2 separate regions of the Canis lupus genome follow, and region 1 is linked to region 2. The links are chromatin contacts, called in public Hi-C maps. All regions are on one chromosome and are shown on one strand. The core of a region is the stretch at or near the end of the contact, and the rest is flanking DNA. Distances in the headings are between cores, read along the strand shown. Region 1 holds the start of USP1 (ubiquitin carboxyl-terminal hydrolase 1). Region 2 holds the start of ATG4C (cysteine protease ATG4C).

What was found. Hi-C and Micro-C count contacts between places; a contact is called where the count stands out from the background.
Region 1: a Hi-C map of blood shows a contact between it and region 2, with 2.5 times the contacts expected there. The contact joins the promoter of USP1 here to the promoter of ATG4C in region 2.

Annotation. Positions count from the first base shown.
Region 1 is chr5:48,009,331-48,016,078 of UU_Cfam_GSD_1.0, forward strand. It overlaps USP1 (ubiquitin carboxyl-terminal hydrolase 1), which reads right to left and starts at 4,669. Exons shown (of 10, transcript XM_038537319.1): 1 at 4,446-4,669; 2 at 2,128-2,363; 3 at 1,508-1,628; 4 at 838-942; 5 at 128-288. The coding sequence starts at 2,297.
Region 2 is chr5:47,702,031-47,708,633 of UU_Cfam_GSD_1.0, forward strand. ATG4C (cysteine protease ATG4C) reads right to left here and starts at 5,157. Exons shown (of 10, transcript XM_038537325.1): 1 at 4,974-5,157. LOC111095936 (a long non-coding RNA gene) reads left to right here and starts at 4,123. Exons shown (of 3, transcript XR_005359682.1): 1 at 4,123-4,484; 2 at 4,603-5,116; 3 at 5,312-5,640.

The DNA.
Region 1 (6,748 bases), core at 3,419-5,918, 310 kb after region 2:
GAGACTATAATATAGATCTGTAGTTTGTTTTCCTTGCCCTTTACTCCCCTTACTTGTTCATATATCCCCCTCCAAAGAGCACAATAAGCTGCTAGGCTAGAATCCTAAAATTTATTAAAGGCTATACCTGAGTGTGTTAAGCAGTCGCCTTGGCTGAGTAGCAAGTTCATCAGTGTATTTTTCTGGATTTAAGAGAAAGCTAGCCTGAAGCTGTTCAACTGAAATGATCAAGGACTGTAAACTGCATATTAGTTCATAACTTGCCAAAGAATCTTCTTTGCAACTTCCCTGTCAAAAAAGAAACACATAAACCATTAAATAAATTCATCACCCTTATCTTTGTCTCACTAGGTAATACTAGCTTTGCTAAATTTAATCTCATTATGACACTAATTTTATGGAGATATACAAATAAACTAAAAATTTTTTAGTTTACTTTCTATTTGGAAAAGAATGGTTTTCTTATGATGTAAGTTGGAGGTTTCTTTAGATTTACTTAAATTTTAAAAGTATTTGAAAACAACAGATGGTACGATCAACTGTGACTGTGATATATAAATGACAAGGTTTAGTGGTAAGCAGTAAATTAGAAGGCAGGAGAAGGCACTAAAAGGTGACTAGTAAAAAAAATAAAAATAAAAATAAAAGGTGACTAGTTAGCTAACTTGTTACAAGAATGGGGGAAAAATGCCTTTCTGAAAACACAAGATACTGAGAAATTCAATTCTGTTTGTTAAGAGAGACTCTGCTATCCTCCTCCCAAATCCTCTGTGTATCTATTTTTCATTTCTAAGCAGGTGAATTCTATTTTTTATCTATTGTGTTTTTATTTTTTACCTTATCTTTTTGATTGGCTTCATCTTTTAGGGCTTCTTTCTTCCTTGAAATAATGTTGAATAAGTGCTTCACTCCAGATTTAAAACCAGGACAAAAATATAATACCTATAAAAAGAGTGTTGTCTGAGTGTTTACTGAGCAAACAGTATACCTAAAATGATTAAAACACTACCTACGTTTTTTTGTAAAGCACTTTCAAATGTGCATTAATTTAATACTACATCAAAAGTTGTTTTCTATTTCATCATAAGTAGCTCACTGTCTTCCCCCACCAGCCGCAAAGCACTGAGGCTGAGTACATATTGCTAAGACTTAATGGTTATAAGGGTACATTAAACAGAGTTCAGAGGTTTAAATTCCATTCCACCATGGCACTAGGAATCAAGCAGAAAAGATAAGGGTTTGGCATCTTCCAGTTAACCAAAGTCAATTCAATTTTGTTATCCCAATTTTATCACTTTCACCCAAAAGGAAGCTGGTAAACATGCAACTTAGAATCATTACTTTAGCCCATTCTAGTTTATTTACAATCAGAGGCAAAGACAGTATGGACAATTAAAATACTCCCACGTAATCTGAAATGCTCAGAATATTAAATGTGACATCATGCTTTGCCTACTAAAGCTTTATTAAATAGCAAAAAAAAAAAAAAAAAAAATCCTCCATTTACCTGAAGTATACTATTAAGGTAACAAGTGTTGCCGAGATTATTCAGTCCCACAAAGGGTAGTAAGTTTTCTCTCTTCTCACAGTGTACAGGTGAGGACTGTGCTGCAGGGACAACTTGATCACTGAAGTACAGAGCAGAGGGGGGTTTATGAAGTGTAGTCGCTTAAGTGTTCCATTTTGTTCAGATCTTAGTCACTAAAGGATTTATTTGCTTTTAAAGCTTTTTTTTTTTTTTTTTTTGCTTTTAAAGCTTTTATGTTGAAGTTTATCTTAAATATAATCAGCAACTATACACCAGCAGGTCTGATAATTTATCCATTAGGTATGACTATAAAGTTTAAACAGCTCAAAAACTATCAAGTCTTCTTAGTCACACACACAAAATCACGTTATTTCTTTACCCTCTACATAGAATGTTACACTACAAATTTAAGTTGAAAAATAATTTTAACCAATAAATATTTTTCCTAGTTAATCTAATTAGCTAATAGGTTTGTCTCACTACTGTGTTTTTCTTGCCTTCATAGACTATCAGGTCAGAATGTCTGGAGATATCAAAGTTCACGACTTCTTCATGGATATGGAATTTTTTAAATACAGAAATATACTCAAGATACATACATTTCAGATCCTCTATATTCAGAAGCCTTTTCTTCATTTTCTTGAGAATCCGTGAAATCCAGGGCTCTCTTAGTTTCCTTTTTCTGAAAAAACTTCAAGGAAAGTCTGTTTTTCTTTGACGGGCTACCTCTTGAAAGCCCATTACTTTCACTAGGTATGACACCAGGCATTTTCTCTTCAAATCCCAAGGAGTTTACAAGAATTAATTTATACAAGGATGTTGTAATCAATCATATCTGTTAATCGCAGGGGAAAGGTTTCATTACTTTTCAGTTATCAGCTGTAGCAATAAAAATCATTAATTTTGAAGATTTACCAAGGAATGGAACTAATCAGAACTTCACATTTGAAAACCCAATGCTTGGCCAGTAACAGGCATTCAATGCTTATCGCTTAAATGAAAGAAAGGGCTTGCCATTTGTTCTTAGCTTTCTTAAACAACAAAAATATCAGATACTGAACTTTTATTAGTCTATTGGATTAAGGTTCACATCACAAAAATATCCCCATTTTAGTACGCCTATAGTAAAGTAGCATTAAGTAAAAAATCTTTATTTTAACTTATTCAGAAAATATTGACTGAGCAACAACTATCTCTAATTCTAAAATACAAGGTCAGAAAGAGAAAGGAGTGAATGGGAAATCCAAGAGTGTTACAAGTGAAGGAGTCTTCCTTCCAAGGCCTCTTCCAGTTATTTTTGTGAATACATGAAGTAAAGCCTCTAAAAAGCTTCTTTAAAGTACAGCTTGCTCAAGTCACTATGTTGTACACCTGAAACTAATGTAACGTGTGTCAACTATATTCCAGTTAAAGTATAACTTGCATATGTAAGCAAAGGCACAGATCTGGTGTTCAGTTATACTTAAGTTGAGTGAGAAGTTATAAAACATGTAGTTGGATAGTAGTGTAAATAATTGCTGCACTTTGTGCATCCCAAGTTGTTATGCACTAAACACCGTGACACGCCACTGATTTTTCAAACTTTTTTAAACTACAAATTTCTAATACTGTTTTGAGTAGGAAAAACAGGATTTTGACTTCTGCAAGCTTTTCTCCTCTGTTAAAACTTTTGATCGAAAAAACTCCTAGCAGTATTTGTGATAGCAGTTTTATACACCCATCCTATTACTACCATTAAGACATCTGGGGGAAAAGTGATCTGACCGGAGTTACTGGAGTACAAAAGCTCAGCACTGACTTTCAAATATACACAGTAGTAGGGTAAATAGATAAACTAACAAAATTCACCCAAACCCCGTCTTTACTAACAACCATTTCACTCTGCCTCTGAACTCAGTAGTGAAACCACATTTTTGAGCCTTTAGAAGCAACTGGAAAGTTGACCCCCTTCCCCATCCCCCCTCCCTCTCCAGCTCAACGTAGCTTCTAGCCACTTAGTGCTACTGATGGAAAGCGATCACCAATGACAGACCAGCCTGCGCGAAGTTGTCAGGGAGCTCTCAGTATTAACGATTCTCGTAAAAGGGCTTCCTTGGGAGCCAATTCTTAACAAATGATGGAAAGTGCATTCTCAAACCGGACTTGAGTATGTACTAGAAAAAAACGACCCAGCAGCTGAAATAACGGACAAATCCTAAGCAATAAGCTCTGCTGGCTCCCTCAAATCACTAACCTTTACTATCACTGACAGGCTCGCATTTTTACCAGCTACCCTGGCTCACGCTACACCATTTCTTGCTCCTGGTTTTCTTTAGGTCTAAATCAAGTTTCGCCGAAAACACAATAAATCGAGTATTAAATACTCCTGAACCAATGACAGCATCAACACTCAGTCTCATTAGTTTTTAAGTGCTTCCCTTTCCAAGACGACACGTCTCCATTCCAATTTCCCAGAGGGGGTAAAAAAAAAAAAAAAAAAAAAAAAGTAAAAGTAAAACCATTAAGGACAGCATCCTCGACAAAAGGTCGAAAACACGTGGCCTTCGAAATACTTCTGGAAAAATTAGGTGAGTACGCGTAAAATGTAGCAGCCCCCGACCCCGGACAAGGCTCCAGAGGGGTGGGGGGAGCCTCTTCTCCCCGGCGGCCGTGGGCGCCCGACAGCCCCGCCGCAGCTCCCGGCTCGCTCGCCCGCGGCGCTGGCCTATTTCACGCGCAGCCCGCACCTGCCTCCCCGCAGCCCTGCGGCGGCAGAAGGGCACCCCCCGCACACGCACACGCACACGCGCACACGCGCACACGCACAGCGGGGCCCGGAGGGCTCGGCTGGCGGCTCCCCCGCCGCAGCCCCCTCGGGAGCCGGCCGGACCTGCCTCGGCGCCCGGGCACCGGCCCCTCCTCCCCAGGCCCTTCTTACCTGATCATGGCCCACAGCGAGGTCCGCGGCGGTGACGCCCCGAGCGCAGCCGGGATGTGCGAGGGTGCGACAGGTGAGACCCTGCCCGCGCCCCCGCCGCGCCCCCCACCCCCGACCCGGGAGAAGCTGCCCGGATCGCCCTCCCCGCAGGGGGGTGACCACCCGCTCTCGGGGCGGGAACCCGGGCTGCCGCTCGGTGCTGCCCGGCGCCGGCACCAACTACATCCCGGGAGCGGCGCCCGCCCCCGCCCGCCCCCGCCCGCCCCGGGATGGCGAGCACCACGGACGCAGCCCCGCTCGCCGAGCGCCGGAACCGCTAGGCTCTTTCCCACTCCACCACCGAGGGGAACTTGGCGCGTTTTCCTCACTCTCAGGACCCCCGTGTTTGAGCCTCCGCCCGCGCCAGCACTGCGATTGGAGGTGGCGTCCTTCGAAAGTGCCGGTTCTAGTCTCCGCGCTGCAGAGACACGACAGGCAGGAGCCGCCTCGCGCCCGCCACTCGCCCCCCCGGCACGCACGGGCCCCGGAACCAGCTGGAACGGTAGTTTCCCCAAGATCCTAACGGGTTCTTCTGCAGTTTCAAACAGCGCAGGCAGCGTCACGGGCAGCTCGCGCGGGTCCTCGCTGAGGGCGCGCGCGAGGTGCTGGAGGCCTGGCTGGCGGGCTCGAGCCTCACACCCTTTTTTTTTTTTTTTTTTAACCATTCGTGCGCGCGAGTTGGGGAAAAGCGTACGGGTCGGGAGACGGGACAGGGAGAAGATGGGACGGTCTCCTTCCTCGAGAAGACGACGCTAAGGGCTCAAATCCACCAATCAGCGATGAGCAAGCGCCCCCCCCCACGCCAGGCTTTCCCCCCCGCCACCACCCAGGAGGAGCCAATCAGAAGTACCTACACAAAAGCCCCTGGGTGGGCGGAACAAGGAAGTCCAGCCAATACCAAAGGAGAAGACAGGAGAGCCCCGCCAATCATCGCCAGATATGCAGAGTAGCCTTCAGGAGCGGTCCCCTCCTTCCGCTCTCATTGGCGTTCGAGTGCGCGCTTTCGCCGCCGACTGTTAAATCTGGCCCCGCGTTTCGTGACTCCTGGACGGGGGGCCTTCCCCGAGGGTGCGGCTTCCGGAGCGAGGCCCTCACAACGAGCCCCGCCCCCCTCTTTTTTTTTTTTTTTTTGTTTTTTTGTTTTTTGCGTCCACGCTCGGGCGGGGTTACTAGGGAGACTAGTTGCGGAAAATGGCTGCCGGGCTTGCTGGGCGCCGGGCGCCCGGGCTCTCGGTGGGGAGTCGCCGCCCCGGCCCCGCGCCCCACGGCCGGCGGGCGGCCCCGAGCGCTGCCGTGCGTAGCCGCGAGTCCGCACGCGCGCGCCGTAGCGCCGGGGCACCTTCCGCAGCCCGTGCCCGCCTCGTCTTCTCCCGCCTACCTCGTTCCCTCCCCGGCCAGACAAGGACGAGAACCCGAGCGTGTTAAGGCCCACTTCTGGCCGCGGGCAGCTGGGAAGGGTCTCCGCGCGAGCCCTCACCTAGGGTTCAGCCGCAGCGCGGCGCGGCGCAGCACTTACCTGCCGCTGGCTTCCTCGGTTGGCGTGCTTACCTGAGTGAGGCGAGCTCCCGGAGCCAGGGATGCAGTTAGGCAGGAGAAGTCCAGTCCAGGTGCATTCTATCCAGCAGGATTCCTGCTCTGGTGCCAAGCATGCATGTATTCAAGGCGCCAGGGAAATACATTCCCTGCTCCGTAGGAACTTCACCTTCTAGAGAGGGGCAAACGGTAAACCAAAATGATAGGAAATACTGAGTGGTAGAGGAACGAGGTAAGGCGTGGGCCGTTCTAGGTGAAGTAGTCGGGAAAGACCTCTTGGAGTTGACACTTGAATGGAGAGCTGAATGCAAGTATAGCGAGCCTTGCAGGAATCTCAGGGAAGGATGTTTCAGGCAAAGGGAACAGCAAGTTTAAAGTCCTCGAGCAGGGGCAGCCCGGGTGGCTCAGCGGTTGAGCATCTGCCTTTGGCTCAGGCCGTGACCTCGGGGTCCTGGGATCGAGTCCCGCCTCGGGCTCCCTGCATGGAGCCTGCTTCTCCCTCTGCCTGTGTCTCTGCCTCTGTGTGTGTGTGTGTGTCTAACAAATAAAATATTAAAAAAAAAAAAAATCCTCAAGCATAACATGCTCCGGGTTCTGGAAAGAAGCAGGGAGGCTAGGGTGCTTAGAGCACATTGAGCCTAGATGTAATGATTCTGGGAAATGAAATTAGTGAGATCAGCAGGGCTCTGATTAAGCAGGGTAAGGAGGTGGAGGGCATTGGATGGTTTTGA
Region 2 (6,603 bases), core at 3,907-6,406:
CAGCCCATCATCTAGTCCCCTCTCCTATACAGCGCTCCATCCATCCACTTCTATCTTCACCACCATCTTACCCAAGATATTATCATCTCTCATCTGGCCTCTCCCCATCCACACTGCTATCCCTCTTGTAAACAGTTTTTCCTCTGCATAACATCAAGTCCTTTCTTAAAGCACTTACGATAACTGGAACTTTAAATTTCTTTGAACATTTGACTTATGTCTGCCTTCCCAGTTATGCAATACTTTCTATGAGGGTAGAAAATGTATTTACTCACCATCTATTTCATCATTGTGACCTAGGAGAATGCCCAGTTAATAAATAAATGCTAAATGACTGAATGCCCGTCAAAGATTGCAAATTTACTTATAAACAGAAAGAAATTGTTTATAAAGTCCACCAACCATCATAAGGAGTACTTTATTTCATCATTTCTACATCACATATTTACATTTTGACTCTGAAAATAAATGCATCTTATAGTTGATGATCTTTGTTTAGTTGACAGTATTTTTTTTTTCATAGTGGTTCATAAAACAAAGGTTTTATCTTGGAATTTTTTTTAATCTCATGATTTGAAAAAATGAGTAAATCTACAACACGCCTGGTCCACTGAGTTCAAACTTGATAACGTAGCCTCCCTTCTCCTTTGGCCATCACACTACTCCCAATATTCAATAATTAACAGAGCCTCCTGGTTCTTTAACCAACAGCTATCAAATCCATTCCTTTCTTCCAGTCCCACTATAATAACATTAGATCTATCTAATTCCTCCTTGCTTTATATCTGAACTTTTGTCATAGCTTCATTCATTTAAACATTTGTTTCAAATTCAACCAACACTGTGCACTTGTGTGTGCAAGGAACTGAAGATACAAAGCAGTCCAGTTATCTGTCCCTCCCTCTCTTCTTTCTCCCCTACGATTCAGAATTTTCTTCTTTCTATTCCTCAAGCTAGAATCACTTTCTTCCAAGTTTCTACCTACCGAAACTATTGTCACTACTTTAGTTCTAGATTCAATCTCATCTTCTTCATTAAATCTTTCCTAGTTAATCTCTCTTTTCAACTTTAACATTCTAAAACACATAAAATCTAAAATAGCTAATTGGCTGTACTTGCTGCTTCTTGAAGGCAAAGTTTACATCCCATACATTCTGCTATAGTGTAAGCTCCCCAAGAGAAGGGACTTTTATCTCCTTTGTCACTGTTTTATCTCCAGCAACAGATAACAGATATCATGTACCAAATAACAATTGCTTCTAAAAATACTAATTGGATTAATGTTTCTTATATAATCCAGAGTAGAGAACACATCTTTGCAGCTGTGGTACAGTAGGATGAGTCAAAATAAACTGGACTAACTAAGTGACTTGAACTGTTTGAGCTTCAGTTTCTTGACCTGTTAAATGTAAACAATGTTCACAAGCTCACTGAGTTGTTGTATTGATTAAATGCAATAATGCTTTAACAGGGGCAGTCCCGATGGTCCAGTGGTTTGGTGCCACCTTCAGTCTGGGGTATGATCCTGGAGACCTGGGACTTACTTATTTAAATAAATAAAATCTTTAAAAAAAAAAAATGCTTTAACAGCACCTCATACAGAGTTGAGGACAAGAGGATGCTCTCAGTAAATGTTTTGATAATTTTCTGACAGTTAAATTGCAAGACATATTTGATAAATGCCTACAAAATCTCAGGAAAAATATTAAGTTTGAGTAATGTCTAGCATCTTATCATTTATCCAGTCAAAATTCCATGAGTATAGAAAAAAAGACCATCTCTTCAACAAATGGTGTTGGGAAAACTGGCCACATGCAGAAGACTTGAGACTTCTTCAAGATAAAAAGTTTATGCACAGCAAAGGAAACAACAAAACCAAAAGACAACCAACAGAATGGGAGAAGATATCTGCAAATGACATATCAGATAAAGAGCTAATACCCAAAACCTATAAAGAACTTATCAAACTCAACAACCAAAGAACAAATAATCCAATCAAGAAATGGGCAGAAGACATGAACAGATATTTCTCCAAAGAAGACCTACACATGGACAATAGGCACATGAAAAAATGCTCCATGTCACTTTTCATCAGGAAAATACACATCAAACCCAATGAGATACCACCTCATATCAGTCAGAATGGCTAAAATTAACAAGTCAGGAAATGACAAACATTGGCGAGGATGTAGAGAAAGGGAAATCCTCTTACACTGTTGATGGGAATGCAAGCTGTTGATGGTTTTACTCTGGAAAACAGTATGGAGGTTCCTCAAAAAGATGAAAATAGAGCTACCCAATGACCCAGCAATTGCACTACTGGGTATTTACCCCAAAGATATAAATGTAGTGATCTGAAGGAGCACCTGCACCCTAATGGTTATAGCACCAATGTCCACAATAGCCAAACTATGGAAAGAGCCCAAATGTCCATCAACAGGTGAATACATAAAAATGTATATATATATATATATATATATATATATATATATATATATAAATACTATTCGGCCATCAAAAAGAATGAAATCTTGCCATTTGCAATGACATGAGTGGAACTAAAGGATATTATGCTAAGCAAAATAAGTCAATTAGAGAAAGACTATTATATGATCTCACTTGTGTGGAATTTAAGAAACAAAACAGAGGATCAGAGGGGAAGAGAGGAGAAAATAAAACAAGATGAAATCAGAGAGGGAGACAAACTATACGAAACTCTTTAATCATAGGAAACAAACAGGAGGGGGAGGGGTAAGGGAATGGGGTAACCAGGTAATGGACATTAAGAAGGGCACCTGATGTAATGAGCACTGGGTGTTATATAAGACCAAGGAATCACTGAATTCTACCCCTGAAACCAATAATACATTATATGTTAATTCACTGAATTTAAATTTTAAAAAATTAATTTAGGGATCCCTGGGTGGCGCAGTGGTTTAGCGCCTGCCTTTGGCCCAGGGCGCGATCCTGGAGACCCTGGATCGAATCCCACGTCGGGCTCCCGGTGCATGGAGCCTGCTTCTCCCTCTGCCTATGTCTCTGCCTCTCTCTCTCTCTCTCTGTGTGACTATCATAAATAAATAAAAATTTAAAAAAATAAAAATAAAAAAAATAAAAAATTAATTTAAAAAACGGATTCTATGAGTGAATTACATCTGAAATATATATATTCAGCTCCAAATCATAGTCACGGCTGAAACCATTTCTGATTAATTAGGAATAATTCCAATTTGACAGGGTATAGGTAAGTAATTTTTATATTTACTGACATGTATAGACTATATTTGACTGCTTAAAGAGGAATGCCGGGCAGCCCCAGTGGCGCAGCAGTTTAGCACCACCTGAAGCCCGGGGTTTTATCCTGGAGACCCGGGATTGAGTCCCACATCGGGTTCCCTGCATGGAGCCTGCTTCTCCCTCTGCCTGTGTCTCTGCCTCTCTCTCTATCTCTATGAATAAATAAAATCTTAAAAAAAAAAAAAAAAAAAAAGAGGAATGTAAGTGTTACTATTAGGGTTTCCACAGTGCAATAAACAGAATAGAAGAAAAGCTACAGACTCATTTGAGTTACACAGTCCCCATAAAGCCAGAAAGTACAAAAATTTCTGTCTGTGAAACATAAATGAACAGCACCTAATGCTGTTTTACCAGATCTATCAAAATATATATAACAGTATCAAAAACGATTACAACAAAAAAATTTTTCAACATACTTGCCTTCCTTTCACAGAAAAAGAGCATTAGTTAAACGGTTTTTAAACTTTTTTTACTACATTATACAATTCCTTATTTTGGGTATTTTTTACCTTTTTTTTTATTTTTTTTATTTTTTACCTTTAAACAGTTACCAAAATTTATGGAGAATGAGCTGATAATTCAATACAGCATCAGATTATTGTATCAATTAGAAACCCTTCCTTGTTCAGGAAAGATTTATTAATGTGTAAATTGGAACATACATAGACTTTACCTTTCAAGGCTTTTCCAATCCCTCTGGGTACTTTCAATGACTCATAATCTCATAACAAATCACAAGCCAGCTAGAAGGAAAGGGCATTCCCTTGTGTCCATCTGCTATTAACGGACACTAAATCACTGCAAATTCCACAGGGGGGACACGTTCCGACTAAGAATGGGGAGGGGAAATCCCCCCCTAAGTAATTCCAACACAAAGAGCCCTCAGGACAAAGTATTCTCCCCTAACTATAGGGTAACAGCAAACCTCTGTGGGGAAAATAACACAAAAGGAAAACGTAAGCCAAAGAAATCTTAAGACATACAAACTCTCTAAGCAGAGGCATGCTGAGTTGACCAGTGACTCTCAGATTCACCCGTCATCAGAAGAATGTATTCGAACCTCCAACCATGTGGATGTGGGTGTGGATGTGGATGGAAGCGCTGGGGACGAGTGGGAACCAAGTCAAGTGAGTGGACCTTAACGACTGGATGGAAAGGCGTGAAGATACTCGGGCCAGTGTGTCAAGGTCTGCAGCGGTAACGAAGGCCAAAAAGGAGGAAAAAAGGGTTGTTAGGAATGAGAAGGCAGATCTTGAGAATCTAATGCTTGTTTTTCACTTCTTTTCTTTTTTTAATGGGGAAAAGGTTATAAACCGACGCGACAGCTTAGGGGCCAAGAGGTCGTCTCTGGATTACAAGCAAAGCCACAAGGGGGACAGCTGCCCACAGGAAGGTTTATGGTTAGGTCTGGAGCCCAGGAAGGGCGAGGGGTCAGAAAACAAATTACACTAGAAAGTAGCTGAGGGAGGCGCCAAAAGCCTGAGCCTCAACGGCTGGCCACAGGACCTCCACAGAGGGCAGGGTTCCCCTCACCCCCCCCCCCCAAAAAAACCGATCTTTTGGCGACCAGAGACACTAAGTCCCAACCTTCTCCTGACTCCGCTCCACTCAAATCACCCCTCACCGAAACAGAATTGGAGACGTGAAAAAAAAAAAAATGTGCAGGAGACACCAACCCGGGAAAGGCTCCAGCTCTAGCAGCAGCCGCCCCAAAAGCAGCCGGTCCACACGCAGACGCTCCGACCTCGGCGCCGCAGCCACAGGCACCTGAGCTCCCCCGGCCGCCGTAGTTAGAGGAAAGGCCTCCCCTTCCAACCCAGTAAGTCAGACACTTCCGGGGCACTAAATCCTTCCGATTGGCCGTAGCGACATTAGCGCCAACAGAGCCACGCTCCACTTCAGCCTTCCCCGCTCCCCCCCCCTCCCCCGTTCGCCACCTGAAGCCCTAGGTTACCAATATGGCAGGCATAGAGCCAAGGGAACGTATCTTGTCAGTAATTCGTGTCTCTGGTAGATAATCCACACTACGCCGGCTTTGAGGTCCCGCTGGACAATTGGACTTCAACTCCCAGCGTGCCACGCAACGCAACGCCCTCTCCGGTAGCGCCTGAACTACAAGACCCAGGATCCACTGCGCCCCTCAGTCTTCGCTCTCCTCCTGACACCCGCAAGACCCGAGATGTAATTTCGGAGGAGTCGCTAAATTCCTTGGGCTAATGCAGACCGATAAAAATACAGATATTCCTTGCTATCCTGTTGTGAAGGTTCTCTAAGCCAAGCTATAGTTGAAACTGTAGGTAAATACTTATATAAGATATTAAGGAATGTGGGATGTCTGTCTGGGTGGCTCAGTGATTGAGCATCTGCCTTTGGCTCAGGGTGTGATCCTAGGACCGGAGATCGAGTCCCACTTGGGGCTCCCCGCGGGGAGCCTGCTTCTCCCTCTGCCTGTGTCACTGCCTCTCTCTGTGTCTCTCAAGAATAATTGAAAAAAATCTTAAAAAAAAAAAAAAGATGTTAAGGAATGTGTGCACTTTCCACATTACGATTATTTTCAAGGGCTGAAACACAGGATGGTGTAAAGGCTTTTTATGAAATGGAAATTTTTACCCACACTCATACGGGTTTTGATACTAAATTACTGAAAAGTGTAATTCTAGGTCGTTTTGCAGTACTGAAAGATTGTATTGGAAAAGGGACTACAGACATGCTCCTGAATTGCATAAGAAATTATAGTAAGAGCTAGAAGTAAAAAATTAACAATCTGTACTGCAGGACTGTGCACCCACATGGGAAAAGAAACCTTTCAGAATGCTGAGTTTAAAGTTCAAAATGGAAAAAAAATTGTTAAGATTTTATTTATTCATAAGAGAGAGAGAGGCAGAGACACAGGCAGAGGGAGAAGCAGGCTCCTTGCAGGGAGCCCAACATGGGACTCGATTCCTGAACTCCAGGATCACACCCTGGGCGGAAAGCAGAGCTTAACCACTGAGCCATCCAGGCGTCCCCAACATGAAATTTTTTTTATGTTTTTCACCTTTTTAACGTGTTAACGGTTTGGATTATTTTCATGGTTATTCTTACAAAAACAGATAACTGGAGCTACTTATTTTCTATTATGAGGTAGGGCAACCAAGTAACGAATCACACAAAAGATATAGCAAGATCATAAATGTAACATTTATGATAGGGAACAAACAAAATAACTGTTTCTTCGCTTCTTGTTTCGATTTCTTAGGACAGATATAGCATGTATCAAACCAGCGGTCTAGATGCCTTTTTGTTACTTTCATAAGGATTTAGGTT